Regions from separate parts of the Mus musculus genome. Here region 1 is linked to region 2. A link is a contact called in public Micro-C data. All regions are on one chromosome and are shown on one strand. Each heading gives the region's core, a stretch centred on a gene start, on an enhancer-like site or on the middle of the called end of the contact. The rest is flanking DNA. Distances are from core to core; before and after follow the strand shown.

Evidence for each region. Hi-C and Micro-C count contacts between places; a contact is called where the count stands out from the background.
Region 1: a contact with region 2 is called in a Micro-C map of the G1E-ER4 cell line. The contact joins the enhancer-like site here to the promoter of Arrb1 in region 2. A contact is called at or near these places in 17 of 39 promoter capture datasets (the 3T3-L1 cell line, 3T3-L1-derived adipocytes, the HPC-7 cell line and 10 more), 8 of 484 Hi-C or Micro-C datasets (CD8 T cells, the G1E-ER4 cell line, the HL-1 cell line and 4 more), 7 of 115 datasets of contacts at active chromatin or transcription factors (bone marrow-derived macrophages, cardiomyocytes, embryonic forebrain and 4 more) and 3 of 9 other capture datasets (adipose tissue, liver and pancreatic islet).

What each region holds. Positions count from the first base shown.
Region 1 is chr7:99,592,792-99,595,814 of GRCm38.p6, reverse strand. It overlaps Arrb1 (arrestin, beta 1), which reads right to left. Exons shown (of 16, transcript NM_177231.2): 10 at 2,753-2,825; 11 at 1,057-1,194. Among named protein-coding and RNA genes, the nearest start is that of Tpbgl, 33 kb to the left of the region's middle. Within about 2 kb of position 1,269, at least 30 of the 459 cell types and tissues checked have an H3K27ac peak or open chromatin away from gene starts, as enhancers often do. A contact at or near this core is called in the G1E-ER4 cell line, the HL-1 cell line and fetal liver, where this site is marked.
Region 2 is chr7:99,534,066-99,536,988 of GRCm38.p6, reverse strand. Arrb1 (arrestin, beta 1) reads right to left here and starts at 1,503. Exons shown (of 16, transcript NM_177231.2): 1 at 1,191-1,503. The coding sequence starts at 1,210.

The sequences.
Region 1 (3,023 bases), core at 20-2,519, 59 kb before region 2:
CAGTCTCATGCCTGATGGGCAAGCGCTCTACCACTGAGCTATGACCCTAGTTCCTTGGGTTCCACATCTAGCGATAAGATGTCCTTGTTCTGTAGCCCTAGTGGACTCTCCTCCCTGCCTCACCAGTGCCACACAGTGCCGTGAGAACAGGCCCTAACCGCCCTCCCACCACTTACTTCTCTCACACTGCTTATGCTCGGTAACCCACAAGCAGAAAGAGCCACACTGAGAGCTGAGAAGCCAAGGGTAGCTGGGAGTCAGGGTAACATGGGAAGGATATGCTAAGTAGATACCTGGTGGTGGGGTGTTGAGGGCAGATCAGGTACAAGTCAGAGTAAAAGGAGGACAAAGAGCTTGTTGGTAAATGGGAGGCCTATGAGGGGTGATAATGTGATTGTCTAGCCTGAGCCAAGTCTGAGAGTGGGGAGCGTGGTCTCGGAATCAACAGACAAAGACCAAATCCCTTGCAGAGAGCCAGATATCATCAGAGGGAATGAAAGTCCCCCCACAACTGTCTGAACTCTTCTAGGGTGGGACAACCCTGAAGGCTCAGTGATGCCCATGGACCAAATGGCCTAATGGTGCCTCATGTGGAAGGACCCCCATATCTATACCCAGTTCCCCTCTTTTCCCCAGCCTCTCCAAGCCCCCATTTATCTCCTTCCAGTACTCTTCTAGAAGCGATTCTCTCCCCTCCAACCCTGACAGCATCAGGGACACACCCCAGTCTGTATTCAGGACTTTGGGCTAAGAGCTGCCAATTCTTAAAGAAAGCTTTTCTGGTTGTGTCCCCCAGAGGCAAATGATGGGACCCGGTAGTCTTTGGCTGGGTGGGTAGGAGTAGAAAGAGATCCTCCCTGGGTAGCCACACTCCAGGGGACTGGCCCTAGTCAAGACTTGGGCAAGAGCCTAAACCTCATCCTCATGGTGGTGGGCCAAGAGGGTGGGGCCCCGTCGTGGAGAGGGCACCGGGGGGCCTGGGACTCACAGCATCTGGGTCTTAGGGGCGGGCTCTCACTCATAGCATCTGGGTCTTAGGGGCGGGCTCTCACTCACAGCGTGCTGGAAGCCAGATTCGTGTCCTCATGCTTGAGCTTCCCGTCGAGGGCGAGTCCCCGCTTCTCTCGGTTGTTGGCCAGGAAGGGAGTCAGCGTATAGACCTTGCAGAATGTTGAGCTGGGTGCCACATTGTCACTGGGAAGTAGAGAGGCAGCATGAAGATGACTCTTATCACAGCCAGCCCTAACCCAGCCAAGACGCCTGGACTGGCCCTGTTCCACAACGCCCTCTGCCAGCAACCCTTATCTCCCAGATGCAGGCAACCACTTGGGCTGAGCCCAGCTCAAGCAGCAAGCCCACTGCCATGGGAAAGAGGAGAGGCCCACCACACACAAGCAGGACTAATCCTAAACTAGGCATGGTCACCATGCACACTTAAATAGCACACTTTTAAAAAAGATTATTTATTTTATGTATATGAGTACACTGTCCCTATCTTCAGACATACAAGAAAAGGGCATTGGATCCCATTCCATGGTCATGAGTCACCATGTGGTTGCTGGGAACTGAAATCAGGACCTCTGGAAGAGCAGTCGGTGTTCTTAACCACTGAGCCATCTCTCTAGCCCACACATTTATTTTTAGTTTTTATTTAATGATTAAGTTTTTAATTTGTGTGTGTGTGTGTGTGTGTGTGTGTGTGCCTCCATGACTGTCTGTGCACCACTCACATGCAAGTGCCCTCATTGGCCAGAAGAGCGCATCATATCCCCTAGAACTAGACTTACAAGCTGCTGTGAGCAGCCTGGTGTGGGTACTGGAAAATGAACCCTGGTCCTTTGGAGGAAGAACAGCACGTGCTCCTAACTGCTCAGCCATCTCTCCAGCCCACGTTTATGTTCAAAAGTGGGCATACAAACCATGAGTAAATGCCTGGAAGCCCCCACCTAGGTTCTACCATTGAAACTTTACTTGCTGCAATGTGTATCTATCAGTCATGCACAGGAACCTCTGTTGTTCCCTTTGGCTGGTGCTATTTTATCCCCCATCTCCCTTCTCAAAGATGAGGCAGATGCGTGCACCTGACACTGGGACAGTCCTGGAATAAGACCTAAATTTGCCTCTTGAAGGGAGCAGAGCCGGCCACATCTCAACCCCAAGCCCAACCCCACAGGAATGCTTACTGGAAGCCCAGGCAGCTACCCTTTCTCCAGACTGCAGATGCAAATATGTGACAGACTATGGCTATGACTATGTTCCACTTGGGGTTAAATGCTCTCCTGGCTCTGGGTCATTCAACGTACCCCCCAACACTCACCAGAAGTCTATGTCTCATGGCTGTAGGTTTTATTCTTAATCAACAGTGAATTTGAGAATATCCAATAATGCAAGAATATTTGGTTTAGTAATAACAGCTCCATCTCTAGAATATTAGAAACCATGTCAAAGTGGCAGGTGCAGTTGCTCACACCTATAACGTCAGCGCTTGGAAGGCTAAAGTAGAAGGATTGCCCTGATTCCAAGTAAGCTCAGGCTCTGAGTTTCAGGCCAGCCTGGTCTCAAAGTGAGACCTGGACTCAAAGACCGAAACAGAAGCCAGTGAGGCTACTCAGCACATAAAGGCACATGCCACATGAGTCCTACCCCAGGACATCTCTCTGCAGGTTGAGAAGAGATGCCTGGGCCTGGACTCAGAGCTCCCCTTTGTCCTGTCTAGTCCCACCTGTCCAAAGTCGGCTTCAGACACACTTACTCAGCCTCCTCCATGGCCACTGGGCACTTGTACTGAGCTGTGTTGAAGAGACAGATGTCTGCATACTGGCGCACTGGGGAAAGAGGGAGCAGGGGAGGTGGGTACATGAGTCAGGGGGTACCTCTCAAGATAGCCCTCAAGTTCCCTGTAGTAGGTGTGCTTGCTTAGATTGAGACAACGACCAGCATTTATCAGAGGCCACCACCCCAGACTCCACCCACACAGAAAACCCCATCAAAACCCAGTCCCTTCCATGACCAAATCTTTCCTC
Region 2 (2,923 bases), core at 254-2,753:
CCAACATGTGACTGCAGGGATGCTTCCTTTCTGATCATCTCTTATGCCCTAGGCTATGCCTAGTATACAACAGGGGCTTAATAAATAAATTAATATCAGAAGAAAGGAGGTAAAGGCAGAGGGAAGGACACAAACAGAAGAGTAATAAGGAAAGCAATGGTAAACGGCAGGTGCAGGGAGGCTAGAGGAGGGGCCAGAGAAGATGGCAAGGAGACTCTCAAGGGCCAGGAAGGTGAACCAGTCTGGTCATAAGGGTTGACCCCACGAGCTTCCCTGCCCCTCCCTAGCCCTCCTACTTTGACCTAGTTTCCATTTCGAGGGCCTAACCTTTCCTCTCAAGGCAAGCTCTACAAAACAGTTCCCGTCACCCTCCCTCAGCTACATGGAGCCCCTAGCTATGTGCTTTGGAGGACAGAGGGGAAGAAAGCCATGTGAATGGGGACCTGCCTTCCAGGTCTCAGAGCCTTCCACTCTGTGACCTGTGTTCCCGGCCCTGCTATGAGGAGTCAGAAGTGAGTGTATCCACTGCTCTGAGGATGTCAGTCCCTGCAGGCATTTTATGCCTTGCATGTGTGTGGTTAGCCTTGATGTGTCACTAAGACCTGTGGCCACATCGTGTCACGTCAGAGAGGGTTGACAGACTGCACGTACTAGCTTAGACCGTGCTTTGCAGCACCCAAGTGCCAGGCTACGTATGTCGGTGTATGCCCGCATGTGTGTAGCAACACGAGGGTGTTGTTAGAGCTGGTGCGTGTTCGAGTGGGACCTGTGTATGCTAACAGGACTGACAGCAAGAATGTGTTGACAGACTGGTGTGTGCGTGAGAGACCGTATGTGACGTCGTCGTGTCACAAATGCGAAGTGTGGCAACGACTGTCAGTGTGTGCCTGCAGAAGGGTGCTCATGTGTTTATGAGCTTGTGTGTTGTGTGTCAGCCTGCCCCAGAGCGTCCTGAAGTCTATCGACCAGGGCTGGGTGTGTGAGCTCGTCTCGGCCAGGAGCCGTGAACCCAATGGGGTGGCCCACCCTGGGTGCCTCGGTACACATGGTTCTGGCCAGAGAACCACACAAGAGACTTGGGAGGACAACAGAGTGCCAGATCCCGGGTGACGCTGACTGGAACCTCCGCCCGTGCCCTCGCCCAGGTCGTCCCCACGCGCGCGTGGGACAGGGCGGCCACCCGCACTCACCGTGTCCCTTTGTCGCCCATGGTCCGCGGCGGCCGCAGGGAGGTCCGCGGCGTCAGCGTCCAGGCTGGAAAATCCCCGGCCGCCAGGAGAAGCGCGGGCCAGCCCGCTCCCGGCTACCCCGCTCCGCCTCCTCCGCTGTCGCCGCCGCCGCCCCCGCCCGGGTCCCCGCCCGTCGCTCGAGCAGCACAGCGCCCAGGCCGCCGCCAGGGGCGTGGAGCGTGCGGGTGTGAGCGCGCGTGTATGCCTCCGTGCGCGGCTCTGCGTGTGCGCGCCCAGAGAGTGAGGGCTGCGTGGCCGGCCGCGGCTGGTCCACGGGAGCGCGTGCACGCAAGCGCGTGCCAGTGCTGGTGCGTGTGCACGGCTGTGCGCGCGAGCCTGTCGGGAGGTGGGGTGTGGAGAGAGAGAGAGAGAGAGAGAGAGAGAGAGAGAGAGTGTGTGTGTGTGTGTGTGTGTGTGTGTGTGTGTGTAGAGGTAGCACGTCTTTGTGCAGTTGTGTATGTGTGCTCACAGTCGTGGGTGCGAGCGCTCTCTCCCGCGCACGCCAGGACTGGCCTTTGTGTCTGCGGATAGAAGCAAGCGGAAAATCCGCAGACTTCAAGGCCCAGCCTCAGAGGCGCCCCTGTGTGAGGACAGCGAAAGATTCCAAAAGCCTAGCCAGGCCTTCGCCCTTTGCTCCACCCTCCCCACCCCCGCCCTTCTGGAGAGATACCACCCAACGACACAACAGGGACAGGAAGAAGGGGTGGGGGCGGGCAGCGGACTGCAATGCTGGAGAGCAGATGAGAGTGGAAAGGGGAGGGGCAGGCAGAAAGAGGAAGCAGTGAGAACAGGAGATAAAGAAGGGACCGAGAGCCAACTAGCTGGTGGCCTGTAGCATCTAGCATCATTGATATAGCACCCAGGCCTAGCTTAGGTGCCTGTAATGACTCTGGACACCACTCAGCCCATTTCAGGTCTATTGGCTGGGTCCTAAGACCAGCAGATGTCCTGTTCAATTGTTGAAGGAATCTGCTTGTTCTTGCGGGCAGACACCTGCACACAGCGGTGTCCAGCAGAGTCTACTGTCTGCAGCTTTCTTGGTATCCTTGGAAACCTTGACTTTCCTTACGTTTCCTACCCCTGGAGAAGTAGCCGGTGTGCAGTGGGAGGGTAGAGTTCAGAGGCTAAGAAGGGGTAGGAAAGGGTTTGAATCCATTTTCTCCTAGAAGGGATCTTGAGGCAGTGGGAGGAATGTAAGGTCCTCAGCCCCTCACTGCTGGAGTTTGACTAATTGGCACTGATAGGTCCCTAATATCGGAGTATTAACGATAGGAAAGGAAGCTATCATTTACTCTGATGCAATTGCGGGGTCTGGAAACATCTCCTGTAATTATGTTCAGAAGCAGTTACCTATGCTGTTTACATAGAGTGTGCTGTTTATAGAATTGGTAATAATATCCCAGGATAATGACTATAATTATGTCCAGATTGGGGAGGGGTGGGTAGAGGCTAATGGACAGGCAGGGTGGTCCACATCTGGGCAATGGTAAGAGCTAAGAGGAAGTGGATTAAGGTCTGTAACTTCACCTGCCCTTTCTTAGCCTCTGGGATCTTCCCTTCCTCCAACCAGGGCAGAGCAGGAAGCCACCTGACCCTTCTGCAGGCCGTTGTGGGGGGCTCTTGAAAGGAGCAGAGTAGGGTTCTCTATTGATAGCAGGAAGCAAACTTTGTGAGCTCAAAATCAAGAGGCCTGG